Regions from separate parts of the Sus scrofa genome. Here region 2 is linked to region 1. A link is a contact called in public HiChIP or PLAC-seq data. All regions are on one chromosome and are shown on one strand. The core of a region is the stretch at or near the end of the contact, and the rest is flanking DNA. Distances in the headings are between cores, read along the strand shown. Region 1 overlaps CTIF (CBP80/20-dependent translation initiation factor). Region 2 overlaps DYM (dymeclin).

Region 1 (5,428 bases), core at 2,106-4,605:
GGGTGGTTTTTTTGCTTGTGTGTTTGCTTTTCCTGGTTTAAAATGCAATGCAAAATCACACTTTTCTTATCTCTCTCTTTTTTTTTTTTTGTCTTTTCAGGGCTGCACCTGTGGCATATGGACATTCCCAGGCCAGGGGTCCAATTGGACCTGCGGCTGCTGGCCTACGCCACAGCCACAGCAACACCAGATCTGAGCCTTGTCTGCAACCTACACCACGGCTCATGGCAATGCCCGATCCTTAACCCATTAGGCGAGGTCAGGGATCAAACCCGCATCCTTATGGATCCTAGTCGAATTCATTACCACTGAGTCACAACGGCAACTCCACACTTTGCTTTTCATTGTCATGTCTATTTAGCTTCCTTGATCTTCCTTTGTCTTTTATGACCTTGACATTTTTTGAAGAGTACAGGCCCATCATTGTGTAGAAGGTCCATCAGTTTGGGTGTGTCTCTGCTTCCTCATGACTGAATCATGCTCTGTGCCCCCAATGCCTCACACCAGGAAGCACAGGATGTTGCCTTGGTGACTTAAGGTTGGCCACCTACTCAGGTGGTAACTTCTAGGCCTCCCCCTGACAAGTTATTATGTCTCCCTTTGTAATTAATAAGTATCTTGTAGAGAAAGATCTGAGACCATGCAACTGTACTGTTTCCAGTAATATTTTTACCCATTAGTTTTGCCATTCATTGATTCTTGCTGGAAATAACATCAGGATGGTTGGCAAATGGTGACTTTTCTAATTTCATCTGCTTATTTTAGTTGACTTTTTCCTGTAAGGAAGATCTCTTTCTTTCTGTCTCACTCTCTTTCTGTCTCCCTCTCTTTCTTTCTTTCTTTCTTTCTTTCTTTCTTTCTTTCTTTCTTTCTTTCTTTCTTTTCTTTCTTTCTTTCTTTCTTCTTTCTTTGTGTCTTTTTTAAATAGATTTTTATGTTACTCTAGGGATTATAATCTGCTACTATTATTACTTATTTTGATGTTCTAATTCCCTCAGATCTGACAAGTGGGAACCCCTCCAGGCTCTCATCTTGGTATTTCTGAAATGTCCTGATTATTCTTTGAATACTTCCTTACTTGCTGGTGCAAGAAGTTGCTCCAGGAGTTCCCGTCGTGGCGCAGTGGTTAACGAACCCGACTAGGAACCATGAGGTTGCAGGTTCAATCCCTGGCCTTGCTCAGTGGGTTAAGGATCCAGCATTGCCGTGAGCTGTGGTGTAGGTTGCAGACACGGCTCGGATCCCGCGTTGCTGTGGCTCTGGCGTAGGCCGGTGGCTACAGCTCCGATTAGACCCCTAGCCTGGGAACCTCCATATGCCGCAGGAGCAGCCCAAGAAATAGCAAAAAGACAAAAAAAAAAAAAAAAAAAAAAAAAAAAAAAAAAAGAAGAAGTTGCTCCAGGCTTATTAGCTACTTCCTTTGCCCATCTCTGGAATCCAGCATTTTCCGTGGAGCCTGGTACATTTTACTGGACAGTTTTTAGAAACCCGGATCCAGGAGCTAGGTACACTTATTACTACTGAAGCCCCTTGTCTATTGACCCCTTTCTCTCTCCCATTTTCTGAGCACCTGTGTCCCCCGGGTAAGACTGTCTCTTATTCAGCTTTTCCAGAAAATTAAATCTTTTGCCTGCAGGCAAGGACTGAAGGATGGTTGCATGGCTCTGTGGGGTGAAGGAGGGAACTTGGGGAGCCCCATATCCAGACTTTCACGCACTTCTGCTGTTTCCTCCCAACATCTGAACCCTGCCCTTTGTGGTACCTGGTACCCCCAAACCTGAGCTCCCCAGAGGTCTGCAGGCTTATCAATACCCTTCTCTGCTAAGTTGCCTGCTACCCCTGCATTCACTTTTGTCCTCCCTAAGTGTGTTGAAATTTCTTTCCCAGTTCTCTGTGCTTTCGTGGGTTTAGAACTTTTTAAATCAGTGTGTGAGGGGGAGTTGAAATAAGTGCATGTGTCAATCCACCGTGTCGAGTCAGAGGTCTAATTTGGTTGGATTTGAATCATCAGAGAAAAAGAGAGAGCCTTGTAGGAGACACCAAGATTGAAGTGCTTGTTGGGAGCAGAAGTGGGAGCAGATGTTTGTATCTGGAAGTAAAGGGATGAAGTGGTCTGTCCTCTGAGTCCAGACAGGGGGATTGGCATGTGGCTGAGACCTAGACATGTTGTCATGGGGCTTAGGCTATGAAAGGGGCAGCAGAAAAAAAGCGGGGGAGTTCCCATTGTGGCACAGTGGGAAAGAATCTGACTAGTATCCATGAGGATGTGGGTTCCATCCCTGACATTGCTCAGTGGGTTAAGGATCCAGCGTTGCTGTGAGCTGCGGTGTAGGTCGCAGATGCCGCTCCGATCTGGCATTGCTGTGGCTGTGGTGTAGGTGGGCAGCTGATTTGACCCCTAGCCTGGGAACTTCCATGTGCCATAGGTGCGGCCCTAAAAAGCCAAAAGAAAAAAGAGAGAGAGAGAGAAAGGGGCAACAGGTTGTACCTGAATGCCAGTGAAGAGGTTCTTTTCTTTCTTATTGTTGAAAGAACTCCAAGAGAGGATATGCACACTCTAGACAGACAGACAGACACACACACACACACACACACACACACACACACACACTAGCTGTCTGAGAAGCCTGGGGTAATCTACTTGGATTCAGACCTTATAGAGACATTCACTCTCACACGAGAACCAAAAGCCACCAGGGCCAGTGCAGTCCAGGACCCAAGGGTAAGCTCCATTGGCCAGCTAGTTAGGATCCTAGTCACACACCCTGCCTAGCTGTGCATATGACCCTTCCTGGTGGGAAAGACTTTTACCCAGCAAGTAGCCACCACAATCCTTAAATCAGGATTCTTGCTCAGTGCCACACCTTTGACAGGGCTGGACACATGGTCAGAGCTCATAGAATGGTTCTTAAGATGTCAGAGCAGATGTGGGAGCCAGCTGTGTGCAAAGGGCAGGGCAACACAACCTATTGCAGTTACCCCTGCAGGTCACCAGGTCATGGCTGGCCCCTCTCCTGTGGAGTTGCCTGAGCTTCTCCCCTTTGGCTACGAAATAGGGACCACTGGGGGTGGCAGACTTGCTCTGGAAGCCCACATATAACGTACAGACTGTCCTTGTCTTTTGCCAATTCGCATTTCAACAGGCCACGCAGTCTGCAGTTCCTGAAAACCATTTGTGTAGAACTTCTGGTCACTTTAAGCTCCTTACTTGGGAGTTCCTGCTCATTTCTGGAAATGCCGAAATGAGCAAGGCTTCCCCTTAAGGGCAGCTGGGGCAGGGTTTCTGGCATCACCCCTTGCACCCGAGTGATAGAGGGAAGTGCCCCCAGAGAGCCAGCTGGGGCTGGCAGAATTCTGGTCTCTGTGCAGTTCTGCCAGCTGCTCCTCATCTGAGGGACTCAGTGCCCTGAAGGGCAGGACCTCTGGGGACATCCCATTACCTGGAAATGTTCCATTTCCAGCCGATTGCTGGCAAGGGGGCGTCCTATTGACATGCTGTCACCTTGGGCTGCCATGTGCAGGATAACACTGGGGCTGGGGGCTGGGGGTGGGACAGAAAGGGTCTCATAAGAGTAAGCTCGGGAGTAGGGCACACCAAGGATGGCTACTGAGACCAGCTGGAGAGAGTGTGGGCCATTTGACTGCCTTACCCGTAGTGCCCAGTGTGAGGACCGGCTGGCATCACGCTGTGGAGCAAAGAGTTGAAATCTCTGCCCGAACATCCATCTTGGAGACCACTCACCATCCTAACCCATGAGGAAAGCATTCTCAACACCTCGTGCTCAATGAGGAGACCAAGTCCGTCCCCCCACCGCCACCCCTGCCGCCCCCACTGCCGCGGGCAGAGGGCTGCACCCAGGGGCATGCAGCGAATCCAGCCACAGATCCAGGGTGCAGGATCTATAGGTCATTGCGCTCATACCACTGCCCTTTTATTTTTGATGGATTCTAACCACGGGTCCTTGTATGAGGCTCATAGGACATCTGTTTCATAACGTACTCTAGAATTTTGCTAGGGATCAGCATCAGTTAGGTGTCTTTGGAAAGACTTCATCATTGAAGTGTCTGCACATTAAACGTTCTATAGAAAGGAAGTTAGGAAAAAAGAAGAAAGGAAAGGAAATCACAGTCAGAACTGACTCTCCACCCCACCCCGCACACGAACCAGAGAGCCGAGGCTGTGTAAGCTGCTAACAGTGGTCTTGACCCCCAGCCCGCAAGTGAGGATCTCTGTGAGGCACAGCCCCATGGGGTCTGAGGCACAGACCGAGAGCCACATAGAAGGACACAGTGAATATTGCAGAGAAGGATTTGCTGCTGAGTCCTGTGGACATTCCATGTCAGCAGGGGCATCTTGACCTCTTGATGGTCTCTGTGGTTTTTTTTTTTTTGGTTGTTTGTTTGTTTGTTTTAGGGCCACATGTGGCGTATGGAAGTTCCTAGGCTAGGGGTCTAATCGGAGCTGCAGCTGCTGACCTACACCACAGCCACAGCAACATGATATCCCAGCCGTGTCTGCACTTTGTGACCTACATCACAGCTCACGGCAACGCTGGATCCTTAATGCACTGAACGAGGCTAGGGATCAAACCTGCCACCTCATGGATACAAGTCAGATTCGTTACCACTGAGCCATGATGGGAACTCTCTGTTCTCTGTTCTAAGTGCTGTGCTATTGGGCAGGCCTGTGAGGCCCATTTTCAACTGGAAAGATGGCTTTTTGGGAAGTGTATGTGGACCAGCCCCACCACTCTCCAGCATGGCCACTTGGTGCAAATTAGAAGGTGGTATTCCTTCCTCTACCCATGTGACAGCCTGTGCCTGAAATTACCAAAAATGCCTCAGATCGATGCCGGCTGAGAGGACCACCTCCCGGAGTTGTGTGATGCCTGTGTAAGTGGCAGCTGTTCCTCGTCTTAAGCCAGTTTCACACCCAGGAGCTTGGATTGAATACCTAGACCACCATGCCATGGAGAGCCAGGCTTTGAGTTTTGAACATCTCCGGCTAAAGGGAACCTCCCTTGGCAAGACCCATCAAAAAGCAAAGAAGGCGAGGTGACCTATTTCTTCAAGAGGAAGGAGACGTATCCATCGAGCGTTCTAGAAGGCGATAGTGTTCGTCCTGAAAGGAGCCTTCCAGTCATCTAGTCCAACTCCTTTTGTTTTGCACTTGGGGAAGTTGAGGCCCAGACAGACATCACTGCTCTGAGCACAGGGCCCTCCATCTGCCTAGTACAGAGGAAACGAGCTGGATTCTAGAGGCTGTTGCAAGTTAAGAGTCTCCATACCTGAGAGACAGTCCTGCAGACCAGGAGGGGCTGTATGCAGAGGTGATTTGCAAAGAAGAAAATTTGCTACCAGGTTCCCCATATTCTTCCAAGCCTTGAGGGCGACCCTAGTGGAACAGTTAGTTCACCTGCTCTAGCCG
Region 2 (5,428 bases), core at 1,839-4,338, 570 kb after region 1:
AGTTCCAATTTTATCATTGGCAACCCACACTGGTGGTTGTCTTCTTTGAAGTGACAAGCTCGCTTCATTAATTTTCAAGAAAATGTCTGCCAAGTCTAAATAACTACAGATTGTCACTCATTCTTTCATGGAAAAAATGGTATCCTATCAAAAAAAGTGGCTAGTTCAGCTCAAAATTCAATCACATACAAAATCACTATAATTCAGCACGCAGTGGAAGTGTTTTGCACATGAACTTCGCTTCCTCACACAAAATTTTAGAAAGGCATGGATTGAAGGGTCAAGATTTATCACAACTCATCGTTTTTACTGTTTCATCAAAGATTTTAAGCAAAATGCCTTTTCTTCCCTTATAGCAAGTGTGTTATGTGGAAAACACAGTGATTACCAGTATAGCTTGGTGCCACTGCCCTGATTTTTGCTAAGGCACCAGCAGTTTTACCCCAACTTTGCTTTTACAACACTGGTGCAAATGTCCACATGGTGAAAATGGCATACGATGTCTCATTCTTAAAAATGGTTTAGACCCCATGGAACCTCTGTGGTCTGTGAAGTGCACTGTGACAACCTCTGCATTGGTGTGATCCAAGGAAGAAAACTGAAGAAACTCTATACAGGAGACATTTCACTCATTCCTAACTGAGAACCTGAGTTTAAAGTGGTTGACATCTGTTTTTCCTTTTCAGTATTTATCAATGTCAGGTCTGCCATAGAGAGAGGAAAGCACGCCTCTAGACAAGGGTCACTCAAGGATTCCGATTTCAGCTCCTCCACACTATGAGCTGTCTGATCCTGAATAAGTTTTGCAGGATCTCTGAGTCTCAGTTTCCTCATCTCTAAAACAGAGACTATGTACCTCATACACAGCTATAGTCACAATTGGACAGTCTCCATAATACAATGACAAGCTGCGTGTGATAGAGTGAACTGGATTCTGAATGACTGAGAATCCAAAATATGGGTAATGTCCAAACTTGAAAAACAGTGGCAACACTGACTTTATTTTTTCTAACCTGTGGAGGGACCAAATCATAATAGATGCTCATAAAAATCTCATCCTTTTAACATCGTACAATTTTGATAAAGTGTCAGAAACCACTTCGAAAGAATCCAGAATAAGGAGAAAAAGGTAGATATACAAAGAAAATAAAAGAACTAAGACAACTGTCATTCATCACATTCCCCAGAGGGTTTGACTCAGTCCTGAAACCCTAACTGAGAAAAGCTGCTACAGTATCACAAGGTGTCTGAGACCCCACAATTCATCCTGGAATCATCTCAGTCAGCACTTACTAAAAGATTGCCACTGAGGAGTTAGTTCCCATTGGGGCGCAGTGGTTAACGAATCCGACTAGGAACCATGAGGTTGCGGGTTCGATCCCTGGCCTTGCTCAGTGGGTTGAGGATCCGGTGTTGCTGTGAGCTGTGGTGTGGGTCGCAGATGTGGCTCGGATCCCTTGTTGCTATGGCTCTGGTGTAGGCCGGTGGCTACAGCTCCGATTTGACCCCTAGCCTGGGAACTTCCACATGCCGCGGAAGCAGCTCAAGAAAAGGCAAAAAGACAAAATAAATAAGCAAAAAATAAAATGGTGGTCTATATGGCATGTTGTTTCCTCCTTAGAACTGCAGATTTAACCATTTTTCTTTTAATCTCATTAGAGCATCAGAATTTCATCATTTGTTCAAATACATACTGGGCCATCACAAGCAAGACATTGTGCTGTCTGTCCTCTAATAAGGAAGATTTTTTTTTTTCCTCTGCTAATTTCTAGGTGATTGCTACTGAAAAGGCTCTATTCTAAGCGCTTTGCGTATAAAAACCCATTTATTCCTCAAAGCAGTCCTAGCAGGATATTGCCATTTTGTAAATGAGGAAACTGAGGCCCATTTAAAGAATAAACAAATGTTAAATGCTCAAGATATTCATCAGTATTTGTGACAGCATTTACCCTCCTTTGTAGCAGGTACCTTTTCCCAACTATCCTTCTATCTCTCCTAAAGCAGCATTCTCTCATCCCTTGTGGGCCCGTCTGTATTTATATTGGGCACATGAGTCATTTTAAATCTCTTTACCTTCTGTTTACTCTCATTTCTCCTGTTAGCACAACTCTTATTTCTTTGTCTTGGACAAAGCTGCTTTTTACAAAGTCCATCAAGCATGTGCAATTCATCAAGCAGGAAAATGCTTTATTAAGTGATTTTATTTCTCTTACCTGGCCTTAGCATTTTAAATGTATTAGGGATCACAACTATGTAAGAGAGAGAGAATACATGTGCATGAACACACACGGTTTTTCTCTTTCGTTCTGAGAAGAACACTAGGCAAGGAGCTGGGAGGCTTGATTTCTACATCTGCTTCTGCAATAGTTTTCACTTAGACTTAGTCACATGATAAATCTAGGTGTCAATATTTCCACAAGTGAAGTGTGCAAACTTGTCTTGGATGTTCTTTAAAGATCCTTCCAAATCTAAAATTTTATGATTTGTGTTGAATGCAAAAATACTTGGGTTATGTCAAAGCCACTCAAAAACAAGGCTGTAAGGGTGGTATTACTGACATTGACACCTGAGTAGAAGATTCATTAGGACACATGGACAAAGCAGAGGCTAGTGAGGCCACTTGGCCCTTTACTACCTCTTCTAAGATACATAAATCCAGCACATTAGCAAGTGAGATAGAAAACCTAAAACAGTATCAATTAACTAAATGACTTGGTGACAGGTTTTTCCAATTGGCAACAGAAATGCATAAATAGCTAGTAATACCATGGGGAGAGAGTTCCCCATAGGTCTTTAGTGTTTCTGCACATCTTGAAAGCAGAGGTTTTAGCAGCCTTGTCCTCTGGACTAGTTTTTCATGGATTTCTGGAGAGTGAATAGACATGGAAAGGAGAAAGAGTGACTCCCTTTAGAACCAACAGCAGGTTGCTGCTGTCAAATATATTAAAGATGTCTCTGTCCAAAACAAAGTCTGGGCAGGGTTGCTTGAAGCCTGCTATGAAAGATGGGATTTCCTAAGCTGAGGGTTCTCTCCTGTAATGTAACCCATTGCATGCGCAGATACTACCTGACCCTTGTCACGCTTCTCTGGGCATGGGGAGCCACGCAAGAAAATGATGAAACCCTGGCACACACCATGGTGAGCAATAAACTGTCATTTGTCTCTGACACGGAAATCTTCTTCTTCTTTTTTTTTTTTTTTTTTTTTTTTTTTTTTGCTTTTTTTAGGGCCGCACCCATGGCATATGAAGGTTCCCAGGCTAGAGGTCAAATCGGAGCTACAGCTGCCAACCTACACCACAGCCACAGCAATGCCAGATCCGAGCCACGTCTGCAACCTACACAACAGCTCATGGGAACACTGGATCTTTAACCCACTAGGCGAGGCCAGGGATCGAACCCACGACCTCACGGTTCCTAGTCGGATTCTTTTCCACTGCGCCATGATGGTAACTCCTGGCCTAGGAATCTTGAGTCTGGACCAGGGTCCACAAATTTGTGACAGGCTAATTTGTCAGCTTGAAAGCAGGGTAAAAATCTCCGCTCATTCACAATAGTAAATTATTTTAATGTTTAATTTCCCACATGGCAATTCTGTCCAGAAAGGTCTTTACTTATAAGAAATCAAAATTCAGATAAATGTCAATTAAAAATTGACATATCGAATGTGTCAACAGTCTAAATGGAAATTAAACTACAAAGTTTTCACATGTCCCATCAAGTCTAACAAAACCCTTTACTGTATAATAACAGCAATCTCTAAATATAAATTTTCTATTGGAAACTTACAAATTTTCAACTGGGAGCTGTCTAAATGTTTTCTCAACATAGTGTCCAAAGAAAGGACTAAACTGAAAAAGAAAACTATGTCAGGCTTTCCTGAAAAAAAATGTAGTTATGTTCAAAGCGCCACTAGCTGTAGGAAGTACAGAAAGCAAGATTTTTAAGGCAAAATATTCCTTTTTCCTTTCCTGGCTACTGCTATGCCAAGAGCAAACAAGGATCAACAAAGACCAAAGCAGTGGAAAAACTGGAGTTTCTTTATTGCCCAGGCACTGGGCAAGAACAAGTTAATTCTGTCTTTTAAAAAATAAATCACATAAGTTTAAAAGAAATGCTTATACTGCAAAAACCATCGCTTAGACCTCCTACCAATCCAAAATAAAACATTATCATTAAAACCCATCTATATTCAATGAGGTTTTCATTGAGGGAAATACTTGTGAAATACAGGCAATTTGATGATCCTTCAGGCAAGGAATCAGAATGGAGGGATATTAACAGAAAGCAAGAAACTTTTTGTAGAGGTGTTCTCTAGATTTATTTTTAAATTAAAATTATTTCCAAAATGTTATAACAAAATAGAGCCGTGAAAGACTGCATAATCCATTGTTAACTCCGACAACACTACAACGAAATTGGTCTCCTATATCATTTTAGAGATGGAAAACAATGTTGAACAACTTACCAAGATTTTAGAAACAAAACTGAACTATTTGTTGTAACTCTTAATATCAGAAAATTCCTTCCCTCAAGAAACAACTTCCTAACTACAATGAAATCAGATAATGATATAAGGCTGAAACTGAATTAAATTTTAAAAAATAAAACCAATATGACTATAACATTTAATTTCTAGATTCAAGGAATGGCATTAATCTGAAATTAAAATGTAAACAAATATGAAACTAAAGAGGACTTTGGCAGTGGCAGACATATAGCAAAATCCCCATAAGTCTTATTGAATTAAAAATACAATGAAATATGAAGGATTAGATATACAGAAAATATTAAGATTTTCAGGCTAAAAGTAATACAGTCTTTGTCTTCTTTTCCATGTTTATTTTCCAGGAAAATAATCCATATATTACGTAATACCTGACCGATCCATACCTTTCTCAACTAGTCAGTGAAAGAAAGTGAGAGAGAGAGTGAAGTGGGAAAAGAAGGGAAGAGAAGGAAGAAGACCCTCCAGTCTTTGCTACTCTAACTTTAGTTACTTAGCTATCCTGGAAGGAGGCTGGAATGAGGTGTGGGGGCAGCAAACAGAATAATCAACAAGGGCTCAGCTACCTGAGAACCATCTGTTTCAGAAGCCCCCTCCCTGCCTAGAGTTTGGATTGATGGTCACATGGCAGGTGAGTTACTCTCGTTAATAATGTTCTGCAGTCTTTCCATGAGAGTACAGTAGAATGAGCATAGGCTTTTAATCGGACAAACCTGGGATAGCCACTTCTCCGCTGTGTAATGCCAACACCCTAAATCATAGAAGCCTCCAGACTTTTACTAGTCTTAAACCTAACAAAAGAGAAACAAGTGACACTGAAGTTGACAGGTATGAACTTATCATTAAATGGACCTTATTTTTAAAATAAGACAGTATTCCTGAAATATCAAAACCAAGAGCAAAAACCAGATGTTACTATAT

Evidence for each region. HiChIP or PLAC-seq counts read pairs in DNA pulled down with a chosen protein or histone mark.
Region 2: an H3K27ac HiChIP or PLAC-seq map of alveolar macrophages shows a contact between it and region 1. The contact joins two enhancer-like sites. A contact is called at or near these places in 7 of 47 Hi-C or Micro-C datasets (embryonic fibroblasts, epiblast stem cells, fetal liver and 4 more) and 2 of 2 datasets of contacts at active chromatin or transcription factors (alveolar macrophages and skeletal muscle).

The regions. Positions count from the first base shown.
Region 1 is chr1:98,279,081-98,284,508 of Sscrofa11.1, forward strand. The region is part of intron 6 of CTIF (CBP80/20-dependent translation initiation factor); the gene reads left to right. Among named protein-coding and RNA genes, the nearest start is that of TRNAD-GUC, 53 kb to the left of the region's middle. Within about 2 kb of position 3,356, at least 2 of the 83 cell types and tissues checked have an H3K27ac peak or open chromatin away from gene starts, as enhancers often do. A contact at or near this core is called in alveolar macrophages, where this site is marked.
Region 2 is chr1:98,847,478-98,852,905 of Sscrofa11.1, forward strand. The region is part of intron 13 of DYM (dymeclin); the gene reads right to left. Among named protein-coding and RNA genes, the nearest start is that of DYM, 170 kb to the right of the region's middle. Within about 2 kb of position 3,089, at least 2 of the 83 cell types and tissues checked have an H3K27ac peak or open chromatin away from gene starts, as enhancers often do. A contact at or near this core is called in alveolar macrophages, where this site is marked.